Regions from separate parts of the Mus musculus genome. Here region 2 is linked to region 1. Evidence: chromatin contacts called from public promoter capture Hi-C data. All regions are on one chromosome and are shown on one strand. The core of a region is the stretch at or near the end of the contact, and the rest is flanking DNA. Distances in the headings are between cores, read along the strand shown. Region 1 overlaps Tspan14 (tetraspanin 14). Region 2 holds the start of Prxl2a (peroxiredoxin like 2A).

Region 1 (5,970 bases), core at 2,472-4,971:
GACGAGGGCAGGGGATGAACCAACCCTAAGACTGAGCCAGAAAGAAGTACATGTGCAGAGGGCATTAGTTGTCCTGGATGCCTTCCTTGTTCTTCACTTTATTTACTGAGCCAGGGTCTCCTAGACCCAGGGACCCGCCTTCTGAGCACCCGCCCAGTTTTTGTGTGGATTCCGGGGATCTGAATTCCAGCCCTCACTTTGGCAATAGTGTGACTTATTCACTGAGCCCTCTCCCAGACCCTCAACAGAATTTTTAAAGGGGATTTCTGAAGAAGAAATAAATAAGAAAAAAACACAGTGAACAAGATGGAAGTGAGGAACTCCACACAGCAGGCAGGCCTCTAACAGTTACTACACCAGTGAGCCACATGCACACACGTGCACCCACCCACACCCACACCCACACCCACACACACCCACACACACACACACACACACACACACACACACACACACACACACACACACAGAGGGGGAGGGGACTTGCATGAACCCTGTGGCTATGTAACAACCCCCGTACTGTGCACTAGCCTCCATGCTCCTAGGACAACCTTCTTCCATAAATTCCCTAGCAGTTTGAGCTTCACACATGGCTGAGGCTGGTGGAAGTCAATACTCCACACCTTAGTTCTAGGGAAGTCCCTGACTAGGGCAGTCTTTGCCCTCTGCCCTCAGCCTTGGCAAGACTGAGACTGAGAATATATACACCCCTACCTATGCCAAGAGATAAGGCAGCTCACTTCCTGTGTACTGGGGCAGCTCTTCTGGAAAAGTGATTTTGACTGTTAAGTGTGTCAGCCAGGTCAAATCAATGTACACACCTTCTGACCCACTTAATCTCACTCCTGGGACTCCATTCCGGCAATAACTTCCCTCCCTTTCCTACAGGGAAGAATCTGTATTACATAAACCTAGTCTCTACAACCTTATCTGGAAGAAAGAAAAGCTGAAACAACCTAATATCTCAAGTACAAGTTTCTACAAAAACACAACCAGCTAGACTGTGTGGCAACAACCTGAATGTGCCACACCACTGATGCTGATGTGATAATGCAGCCGTCCGGATTTTGAAGATATTGTCCCCAAGGACATGAAACTACAAACATCTACAGAGACAATTGTAGCATGGAAGAGGAATGCAAACTATCCTGGGACGCCTTGTTCAAGTCTTGTGGAACTCATGCAACTGCAAAAGTCCACTCAAGAGTTCTTGAAAGAAAAGGTAATACCAAAACTACACTGTATCACTATTAAAGTAGTAGCCATGTGTCATTTGAAAGATGGAAGCAAAGGAGCTGAGGGCATAGCTCAGGTGATAGAATGACTGCCTAACATGCATGCAGGCCTGAGGTTCAAATTCCAGTCCTATATAAAACAGGCAAGACAGCAAGTAGTCCATGCCAGGAGGACCATCAGAAATGCAAGGTCATTCACAGCTACAGGAGACCTTATCTTAGAGGAGGAAGAGTAGGGAGAGAGAAAACGAGGACACCTCCGATGGAAGCCGGGAAACCAACTGCAATCAGACCTGTGTCTCATTCGTCATGGCTCGAGCCCAGTGGGGGCAGGGGGAAGACCAATCCTCCATCACCTGAAGCATGGGTTAGGGCTGCGCTTTCTACCAGGCTTCTTGCTGTCTCTCTGGAGAAGGGCAGCCACTGGTCCCAGAGTGCCAGAAGCAGCCTGAGGCTCATTTGTTGTTCTGGCAAAACTCTCAATACTCTCCCTTGTTCTTAAGTTTCCCGATCCAGACTATGAATTACCCTCACCCTACACATAGGAGGTATCAGATGCCCTGAAGGACAGGGCTCTAGGTCATGCACAGAGCTCAGATAGTCCTTCCCTCCTGTTCCACTGTCTCAGTCAGAAGTACGGCTGCACAGTTAGGTTCAGAGCTAGGGCTCAAGCGTAGTAAAGTCATTACGGATGTCAATGGCAGAGTGTTATTTTATTTGTAAGGTTTTTTTGAAACTAAAGACAGGCAGAAGGTTCTCCTTGTGGTGTAACACAGGCCTGCTGTCTGTATTTAGCAGGGATGGAGTCTTCATTTTAAATCTATCTTTGAAATAAGATCCAGGCAAGAGCTTTATCTGAACTTGTAGAGACTATGGTCAACGCTTATGGGGGAAAGCAATCCTGAGTTGCAGACAATACCCCTCAAGAACCTTCAGGAAGCAAATCCAAGAGAAGTGCACATGCTTTACAGAACTAGGCTGTGTGTGAACAAAGACAAGGCCTTCCACGGCTCCCCCAGCCTTGCTGCACAGTTTCTCTTCCTCTGCCTGCTAAAATGAGACCTTTCTTTTTAAACTGCAGTGAAACGCACATGATATAACTTATTCTAACCATGTTCAGGTATACAGCTCAGTGGCATTAAGTCTATCAAAACAGAATCAGCCATCAGAGAATTTTTTTTTTAACAATACAAAACAGAAACCAGACCCCTTAAACAATAATCTCCTGCTGTGGTTGGACTGTGTCCCTCAAGATCCACATGTTAGACTTTGTCCCCATCGTGAGAGTGTTGAGAAGTGGGGCTTTTCAGAGGAGAGTAGGTTCTGAGGATGAATGGAATAACTCATTACTGCTAAAGTGGACTTGCCATAAAATGGAGTTTGAATGGTACAAAGCACAGTAGCAAAGCGCTGACCTAGCACACACACGGCTCTATGGTCACCCGCCCCCCCGCATTAGGGGGGGTGAGAGGAAGAGAGAGACAGTGAGAGACAGAGAGAAAGAGAGAGAGAGAGACAGAGAGAGAGAGAGAATGAGAGAGAGAGAGGGAGAGACGGAGAAGCTGTCTTTGGCCTCCCTTTTCCCTTTTATTCTCTCACCCATGTGATGTTTTCCACCAAGTTATGACTTCCCCAATCTTAAACTTCTCAGCTTCTGGAGCAGTGGTCCTCAACCTTTCTAATGCTGCGACCCTTCAATACAGTTTTCCTTATGCTGTGCTGACCCCTACCATGAAATTATTTTTGTTGCTACTTCGTAACTGAAATGTTGCCACTGTTATGAATCATAATGTAACTATCTGATGGTCTCAGGCGGCCCCTGTGAAAGGGTCATCTGGCCCTCAAAGGTGTTTCGACCCACAGATTGAGAACGACGGCTCTAGAGCCATGCAGCAGAGAATCTCCTCTGGTTATAAACGACCCTTGCAGTGATCCATAAAAGCAGCACAAATGGACTGCGAGCCTGCCGTTTTCACCTCCTCACTGCCAGGCAGCCAAAATCTACTCTCTGTGTCTATGTCTTTCTACTGACTATTCTAGTTAGTCTGCATGGAGCCATACAGCCTCTAACCTATAAATGAAATCCAATCTGGAGTATTCTACTTAACATAATGTCCTAAAGGTTCATCTATACTCTAGCATGTGTCCTCAAGTGATTCAGGCTCTCAGATGCCACATTTCCTGACCCCCTGATCAACAAAGGCCACAGGATGCTTCTATCTTTTGGCTGTGATAAGTAAGATTGTGCACACTGGTGTACAAACATCTGACACTCTGCTTTCAGTCTTCTGCATATTATATATCCAGAAGTGGGGTTGCACATGGTAATGTCATTGCTAACGGGAAGTAACACCAGTTTGGCATCACAGATTATCACTTGCTTCCATGGCACAGTGTAGAAGGTCACCAATCTCTACACACCTACGCCAATATTTATCTTCTGCTTTTTTGTTTTTAAAAGAAAACATGTGACACCTTTGTGGGTATGAGGTATATTATACTGTGGTTTTAATTTGCATTTCCTTGAGTTGAACAAGTCTCTGAACTAGAAACAGGTCTAGCACAACCAAAAAGTGATAAAAGGAAAAAAGAAAAAAAAAATCTGTGTGTGTGGTGGGGTGTGCTCTCAAAGCACTAGGCTCCCAGGAAACAATTTTCTATACCATTCCTGTGTAAAAAAAAAAAAAACAAAAGAAGCCTAACTCGGTGCACAGACAGCAGCATTCACATCTTACCAAATGGATGCTGGTCTCTGGGAATTCCAGCCCCAAAGTCAGAAAAAAGAAAACAAACGTTCCTTGAATGCTACAGGAATCTGTCCACTAGAGAAAACGGTGTGGGAGCAATGGTAAGCGGCAGGTGGTGGCTCAGCTGCAGCCTGCCTGTCCCTACACCTTGACCTGGCTATAGAAACTGCCTTCTGCATACTCAACACTGGCCTATTGAGCAGTTCTTCCCCACCAAAACAAACACAAACACTTGGTATGGAAAATGACCAGGGCTTTGATTCAAAGTAATCCAAAAGAGGTTGGGGAACAAAAGTGAAACAAAACCAGCTGAATTCATTTCTGAAGCTGGATGGTGCAACTGTGATATATTCTTCTATTGTCTCCATCTAGAAAAAAAGAAACTCAGAAGCCATACGGACTTAGCATGCCACTTTCCCCTTTTTCTGAAACTACATAATGGAGACACCAGGCAGCTGAGATCAATGTCAACGTTTCTCAGGGGCAACACCAGATTTTTCAAGGTCCCTGGGTTCCGGGAGAGGGCATACTGTATCCAGGTGTCCAGAGCAGGCTGGCCTCACCTCACTGCACTCTATGTGAGCTTCCCAGGTCTCTGTGGGTCTCAGAGCCTGGGCCTCCCTCCACACTGCTGCATCCTGCCCAGGTAAAGTAACTTCCTGCCAGGAAAAGTGGGGACAGCGGCCAACACCAAGGGGCCCCAGTTCCCCACGTCCATTCTCTGAGGGCATTTCCTAACTGTTCCTGTTTGTTCCCTCCTCTTCTGCCCCAGTGCTTACTAACAGAAATGATTAACTCTCAACCACACACACTAACTGCCAAGTCTGCAAAATCCTTAAACTACTACCCCATACTTCAGTCCAGGCTTGCCACAACCCTGGATTTGATGAACTGTGTGAATTTTGTGCTGCCAGTGTGTAAGCAAGTCCTGTCCTCTAAGAACCAAGAATTTGTTACGAAGAACCTCTGAAGGAAGAGGTAACCAGGGACATGGCCATGACAATGAGGGTATTGTGCTGCCTGCAACAATTAGGATGTGTCAAAGATCAAGTCAAAAGTCAAGCAGGCAAGGGGGGGGCCTTGCTTGAGGAAACAGGAAGCAATGTTCTCCAGACAGGGAGCAAATCCAAGTCTGAGGAGCCCTACAACAGGAGGTAAGAGTGTTGTACAGGTCTCTGTGACCAAGGACCTACTGCTACAGTTTGCAGATCTCTGACTGCATGCCTATGATGGGGACTGTGGCATTCTAGCCCACTCCTTGCCTCCTGTGCCTTGAGGACAGCACTTTGCTGTCATACTCCACAGCTGACACCCCCACCAGAGCCTAAAGCCAACAGTCCAGGTGATCGTGGAACCTCTTAGCCTCTCTCTTATAAGTTAGCTATCTCTGGCATTTTGTCACATAGGCAGAAGGTGAACACACACACTGCTGCCTAGCGATACCACATCGGGAACTAAGATGAGGCTGAAGACTAAGCACAGGAAAAGTCTGGGGTGACAGACATTCCACTGCATTTCACCCTCTTTCTCTAGGACAAGAACTCCTAATCACACAGAGACATATCGCCAGGACATGATGCCAGAAAGCTGAGAATGAAAAGGTAGGAAGTGGCCCCCTTTCTCCATGGCCCCCAATGACCACTGTGCTTGCCGACAGAAAAGCTTCAACGCACCAATCCTTCCCCTCACCTTCCCACACAGTGCCAGTGTCTGCCTTGCCCTGCTCAGACTTGATGGCCAAACACACATTGTGGCTCCCCAACCCCTGACCAACTCCAGCAACTGCCCAGTTTTTCTGCTTTTGAGGCCAGAGTACTTGAAAAGAACTGTTGTTGGTCAGAATTGCACTTCTACACTTTCTGTTGACCAACCTCCTCGGCGTAGCCGGTTCCTTCCCATCTCCAGCAACAACCAAGGTCACGGCTCTGTGACACGGCTGACCGCTCTTTTCTACCACGGAAGCTTCTACAATGTCAAACCTCCTTTTT
Region 2 (5,970 bases), core at 2,339-4,838, 84 kb after region 1:
CACTAAATAGAAAGAAGGAACTGGAGATCCCCTGTCTCCAGTCTCACACCCAGGCTCTGCAGTGCCCAGTGACTACACCTACAGGGAGGGCCTTGAGTGCACCCAGCACTACCGAGCTCCTCCTGGGTGAGCACACTCTTACAGGCACACACATTGAAGTCAGATGCTTGCTCAAAGAGCTGCCTCTAGGCAGGGACCGATAAAGTCTTAACAAAACAAAAGCATCAGCAGTGGGTGGGTTAACTCCTGTCTGAAACATGTAGGGACAGCAAAAAATTTTAAACATCAAGGGAACACCTGCCCTGCCCAGCCTCACCCAGAGACTCTTCCCACCTTGGAAAAAGCTGGCCTAAGGCAGACCCAGGTGATGGAAGAAAGGAAAAGGAGGGAAAGCAAGAGGAAGAGGCACATGACTTCCTTGGCTCAGGCCTTCAGTGAAAAGACTGGAAAGACGGTTCCCCACCTCTGCTCTACCATCTCCTGTTCTTAATGTCCTTTGCTCCTAAAGTTCTACTTCAGTAACCCTTTCATTGAGTAAATGAAGAGCTAAGACCCAGAGAAGCTGGCTAGCCCAAAGTCACATGGGTAAGAAGGACATCGGTGTCTACGTTGAGATCCAATCCCCATTCCATAACAGTTTACTCTGCTTTAGATCCTCAAGGTCCTACACAGCCTGCCATGAACCAGGCACCTAAAGCCAGGACAATATGCACATGCATTGCCATCAGAAAAGCTGGTGCTGAAACCTGATCATTGGCTCGGAACAAGCTGAGCAAGATTCCTCCTGAATGTGGCCTGGTGTCCAGAGAGCACCCCAGTCTCCCCCAGGCAGCTCACAAACCAATGCCAAATGTTTTCTTAAGGACCATTCTCTACTGAGAAGCTGGTCTGCATTTTTCTCCTATAAACAGTGACAAGGCCCTGTTAAGTCTGGATGCCATTGAAAATGCCAGCTTAGCGGTTACGGTCACAGTGAGAGACAGCAGAGAACTCCCACAAGCACCCGTGGAACTGGCCACTGCAGTGGCCTGCACTCATTTGTCACAGACAGTTCTGTTGTCTGGGGTGAGTGCCTGCCTCTCTCCCACCCTTCACCCAGATGCTAAGAGTCAGAATGTGAACGTATGATCAGAGGAGAATAAGACAACACACTCAGAGACACAACTTAGAGTGAGGGGTATAGCTGGCGGGGAAGTCCTTTCCTACGAGAACTGGTCCCCTCCAAAGACCTGGGCATTCTGCTGACTTTTCAGCCTCTTGCCTTGGCTTAGAAGACCCGTTCTCTCAAGTCATATGAATATTATGGACAGGAAGATGAGGACAAATGTCCAAAAAACACTGGGTTCCGGCAACCAAATCCTAACTCTCATTCTGGCCCCCAGAGACCGTTTTCTTGCTTATCACCATAAGATCTTCTAAAAATCAAGCTGCATCCAGTGGTGGCACGTGTTGGAGAAGACCAACATGAAACACAGCAGCGCTCTAGGAAACTGGAAATGCTTCGTTATGGTTTTCATTTTCTTTATTCTTTTTCCTTTTTTAAAAAGGAAAGGCCTAGGATAGCCTAGAACTTGCCACCTTCCTACCTCAGCCTCCTTAGTGCTGCAATTTTAGGCATAGGCCACCTCACTGGGTGGTCTTTATCTTTTGCAGGGTTCAGATGAACTCACTCACTGTCCTAGGAAGGTAAAACAGACAACAACAACAACAACAAAAAAGAATAGAACAATTTCTCCAGCAGTGTTACTGCAAGTCAGCTTTCTGGGTGAAAGTTCCAGGCCCGGGGGAGTCCTGCCTTACGTCCACATTCTCCACAGCACATACTCTGAGTTAACTCTTTGGCTCTCCCACAACTGCTCCTGGTAGTGCCAAAGGCAAAGGTTACTGCTCAACTTCAATCTGCCTTGGCAAGGGCCAAAGAGCTCATGGGTGAGGCTGGCTTCTTCCACAGCAACGCTGGACAGGTCCTGCCACATTAAGACTCTGTCCAAGCAGACTCTGAGCTTAGCATTTCAAAGAAGCAGATAGCCAACTAGCAGGAGAGTTGCTTTTAATCTGGGATACTAATGAAATCGTATGCACCTTAAAATTCCAGACCTCACCAAACAAACCTTCTGGTGCCACACAAGCTTGAAATGATCATTGCAATCCCAGCAATCAGGAGGCAGAGACAGGGGGACTGCAAATTCAAAGAAAGCCTCCGGGAAATTCAAAGCTACCCTGAACTACATAAGGCCCACCCCCTCAAGAAGAAAAGGGGAAAGAGGTGGGGTAGAGTGCTTTGTACCCCTTCAGGGACAACACAAAGGGTCTCAGGTAAATGCCATCCCTTATAAGGAAGGACACCAAGGAAAGGTCGGACGAGAAGAACCAAGTTGCATGAGCCTGGACCAGCCATGTTTCACATTAGCAAAATGGGAACAATTTCCTAATCACCTTCTACAGAGATGAATCACTGAAGATGCTATAAGCTCTTTGCAAAGACTGCCAGAGATGTTAAATTCTTACTTATTTCTGGATTACTCATTGATCACCCCAAATATTTGAAACAAAGGATTTTCTGATGAGTATCTTGTGAGGACCCAGATTCTATTAGCAGGGCTCCATGACAAGCAGGAGGATTTCTGGGTTTGGGGCCAGCCTGGTCTACAGAATGAGTTCCAGGATAGCCAGAGGTACACAGAGAAACCCTGTCTCGAAACAAAACATCCAATGAGTATTTTCTTTTCACATAAATCATTTACCAAGTTCCAAGACAAGAAATGTTGAAGTAAAAATAAAACCAAAAATCTAGGTAACAGGGCTGTGAAAACATTGGAGGCACGGTGGCAGCGAGACTCGGATTGTCACCTTCCCATGCAAACCCTGCCAGGTTGGACCTTAACTTTGCTCTCCCTTGGGCCATTTTCACCAACTCCAACAACCTAACAATTCGGAGGATGGGCTGTCCTGGAGCTCTGATTATCTCATTACCACACCTCAGCAGCGGTTTGAAATTTACAACGGAGCTTTCTAAGGCAAAGGTTTGTAACCCTTAGAAGAGAAGGAGGAGCAGGTATCTCAGAGACTTCCTCACAGGACACCCCAATACCGAAACTGGATAGCCACGGCCACCCCTGGCAGCCTTCAGCCTAGCCCATGTTGGGTGGATGCCCCTTCCTGAGAGGTGGGCAAACGTTTTTGTTTTTTTTTTTTTTTCCTTCAGTTCTCTGTCCCAACAATTCAAACATCTGGGTGGGCAAGAGTTTTTCTGTCCTCTGTCCCAACGATTCAGACTGCTGGGTGCCGCCAGCGCCATTCCGGGACAGGGGTCTCTGGGCCCCAAGCGTGGAGTCTGTCCTGATCGCTGTGGTGGGCTGAGGGCACATCGGAGAGCGGTACCTGGAGAGGATCGGGTCACATCCTCTATCCAGCATCTAGTCTCCGCGGTCCCTGGCCTGCCTCGATCCTCACCTGCGCCCCAAGGACCCCGCCTCCGTGGACCTCACTGGCCCCTGAGCTGCGCCAGCGGACGCAGGTGCCTCCTCGGTTGTAGTGCAGTTTTGAGGGCGGGTGAGACTAAGGTCTCCCCGCGCCTGCGCAGCTCAGCGCCTACGCCACCACGCCACTTTCACGTGACAGACACGCCCCCGCAGCTCCAGACTGGGGACTGGGTAGAACTGGGTCGCCTTCGGGCACTTCTTTGCTCGCTGATTTCCACGGAGCTAGTTTGGAACTAGCGTGGCTTTGTGGGGTAGATGTCCCAGCGTCCATCTTCACCCCCAAATGCTGGTTATTAGAATGAAGAAAACCAGCTGAGAACTGGCTCTAAGGATAATACCAGCTCCTCTAGCTTCTTTGAGCAACCCTGTGACAGGCTTGTCTTAATACTCTAACGTGGTTGGTTGCTTAATGTAGCTCAGACTGGTCTGGAATTGTTCATCCTCCTGCCACAGTTCCCCAGGGGCTGGGATCACAGGCGTGCACCGCCATGCCTGGCTTTTACCCATTTTTCTCACTCCTGTAATAAGTGTTCATTACTGTCGTATCAAAGCTGTAGTCAAAAGAAACAGGATTAACTCACAGAATAGTTAAAGGTGGGGGAGTGGGAGACAGTCAGAAAGAGATCACAGAGCAGTTTGCAAAGAAGTATTACAGCAGCCAGACAGGCACGCTGGTCAGAAGTGGTCATCTGTCCTGTGTGCATTGGGGGTATCCACCTGTGTGGGACTTGACACCTGGCCAGAGGACTAGGCTGTCCTAGTACATCTTTACCTTCCCCTCATGTTTCTCACTGTAAGAAGCAAGACTCTTGCTATGTAATAACAAATTCAAGAGACTAAGGAGGGTAAGACAGTTTTTATTTTACTATCTTGTAGAACTGTGTGTTACCCTAGACAAAAAGTTAAAAGGGGGTGGGGTGGGGGATGGGGATGGAGACCCCGCCCTGCTTTCCTGTTATGTAGGTAGTCAGGAGCTGCCCTAATTAGGGTTATTATTGTTATGATGAAATACCACGAGCAAAAACCAATTGGAGAGGAAAGGGCTTATTTGGCTTACACTTCCACATCATAGCCCATCTCTGAAGGAAGTAGGGTAGGAACTCAAACAGGGCAGAAACCTGGCAACAGAGCTGATAAACAGACTGTGGAAGGGTGCTGCTTGGTGGCTTGCCTACATTCTGATTTTATGAAGGCGTTTTCTCAGTCCCTCCTCTCCAGACTCCAGCTTGTGTCAGGTTGACATAAAATTAGCTATTCCAGCAGTCAACTAACTTTCCACCCTATGGTAAACAGAGACAAATACGCGTTATCTGACAGCTGGGAAAGAGCAGAGTCCTTGTGCCTCCTGATAGATCGGAATGATGTACTTCTGATACTCAGAACCTGGAGCTAGGCTGGTAGGCAGCAAGCTGCAGGGAGCCTTCTATTTCTGCCCACCAAGGCCCTGAGATTCCAAGCCTGTACTCTTGCAATCAGTCTGGATTTTTACTGATACCAAGGGTTTGAAATCAGTGCTTTTACCTGCTGAGCCATATCCCAAACCCAGGAGATGGTCGGTCATCTCTGAGCAGTGTTCCCCCAACCCTGTTCACCTGGGAAACACCTAGTATCCAAAGGCTTTCCAGATCTTCCTCCAACCTCACATTCCATATAAATATATGGCAGGATTCAACTCAGAGAGTCTGTTGAGGGAGCTTTCCTGAGCCATAGTATATGCATCTTTGTTTCCCTGCTGGGATCCCAGAGCCTGGTCCTGGAATAGCACCCAGATATACTGGGGAGGTTCATGAAAGAGAAAAGGTCTAAGCTGAGAGTGGTCATTAGCCTGAGAGATCTGACCTTTCACAGAAAAGATTTAGTGTAATTCGGTACCGCGTGAGTGTGCTTATAAAATGCCAATTCACCTCCACTCTCAGAAGACTTTTCTAACATGCACCTCATTTCTTACTATGTATCTGGCCTGAAATAGGAGCATTGGCTAAAGGTGAGGATTCCCAGGGGTTGCTACTGTAATTAAAACAGAAAGCCAGTTCTTGGAGACATGGACACTCAGAACTTGATGGTTAATGATTATGGTTAATGCCATCTGGTTATGAGCAGTAGAATTCTAGGGTGGGGGATACTAAGAGTCTGCTGTAATATACATACTACTCAAATGTAAGATGATATGCTTATATTTATGATCCTTTAACATCCCAATCTCTGGACCTCAGAAGAGAAGACTGGCTCTGGGAGCTAATTAACATGCAGTCAATATCCCAAGTCTCTCTTTGTTCAAGAAGGCACAGGCTGAACTCATTAAACTGCCAGCAGACCAGAAAAATAAGTTATTTGAAAGCCAACACAGGAAAACTTATTTATAAAGCTCAGCAGATTTTAAAAGATCAAAACAAAACCCATTAATAATAGGCTGGGCTTGTAGCTAAGTAGAGTGATTGCGTGAAGTCTTGGGTTCAGGTTCGATTCCCAGCGCAGGGTCAACTTTGTA

The links. Promoter capture Hi-C pulls out the DNA fragments that hold promoters and counts their contacts.
Region 2: a contact with region 1 is called in a promoter capture Hi-C map of liver. The contact joins the promoter of Prxl2a here to the enhancer-like site in region 1. A contact is called at or near these places in 6 of 39 promoter capture datasets (the C10 cell line, embryonic stem cells, fetal liver and 3 more), 2 of 15 datasets of contacts at CTCF or cohesin (CD8 T cells and the NIH/3T3 cell line), 9 of 484 Hi-C or Micro-C datasets (CD4 T cells, Th2 cells, bone marrow-derived dendritic cells and 6 more), 10 of 115 datasets of contacts at active chromatin or transcription factors (the 230-238 cell line, CD8 T cells, effector CD8 T cells and 7 more) and 3 of 9 other capture datasets (adipose tissue, liver and pancreatic islet).

Annotation. Positions count from the first base shown.
Region 1 is chr14:40,926,555-40,932,524 of GRCm38.p6, forward strand. All of the region lies in intron 2 of Tspan14 (tetraspanin 14), which reads right to left. Among named protein-coding and RNA genes, the nearest start is that of Sh2d4b, 36 kb to the left of the region's middle. Within about 2 kb of position 3,722, at least 76 of the 459 cell types and tissues checked have an H3K27ac peak or open chromatin away from gene starts, as enhancers often do. A contact at or near this core is called in CD8 T cells, Th2 cells, adipose tissue and 6 more, where this site is marked.
Region 2 is chr14:41,010,245-41,016,214 of GRCm38.p6, forward strand. Prxl2a (peroxiredoxin like 2A) reads right to left here and starts at 3,589. Exons shown (of 6, transcript NM_027464.4): 1 at 3,454-3,589.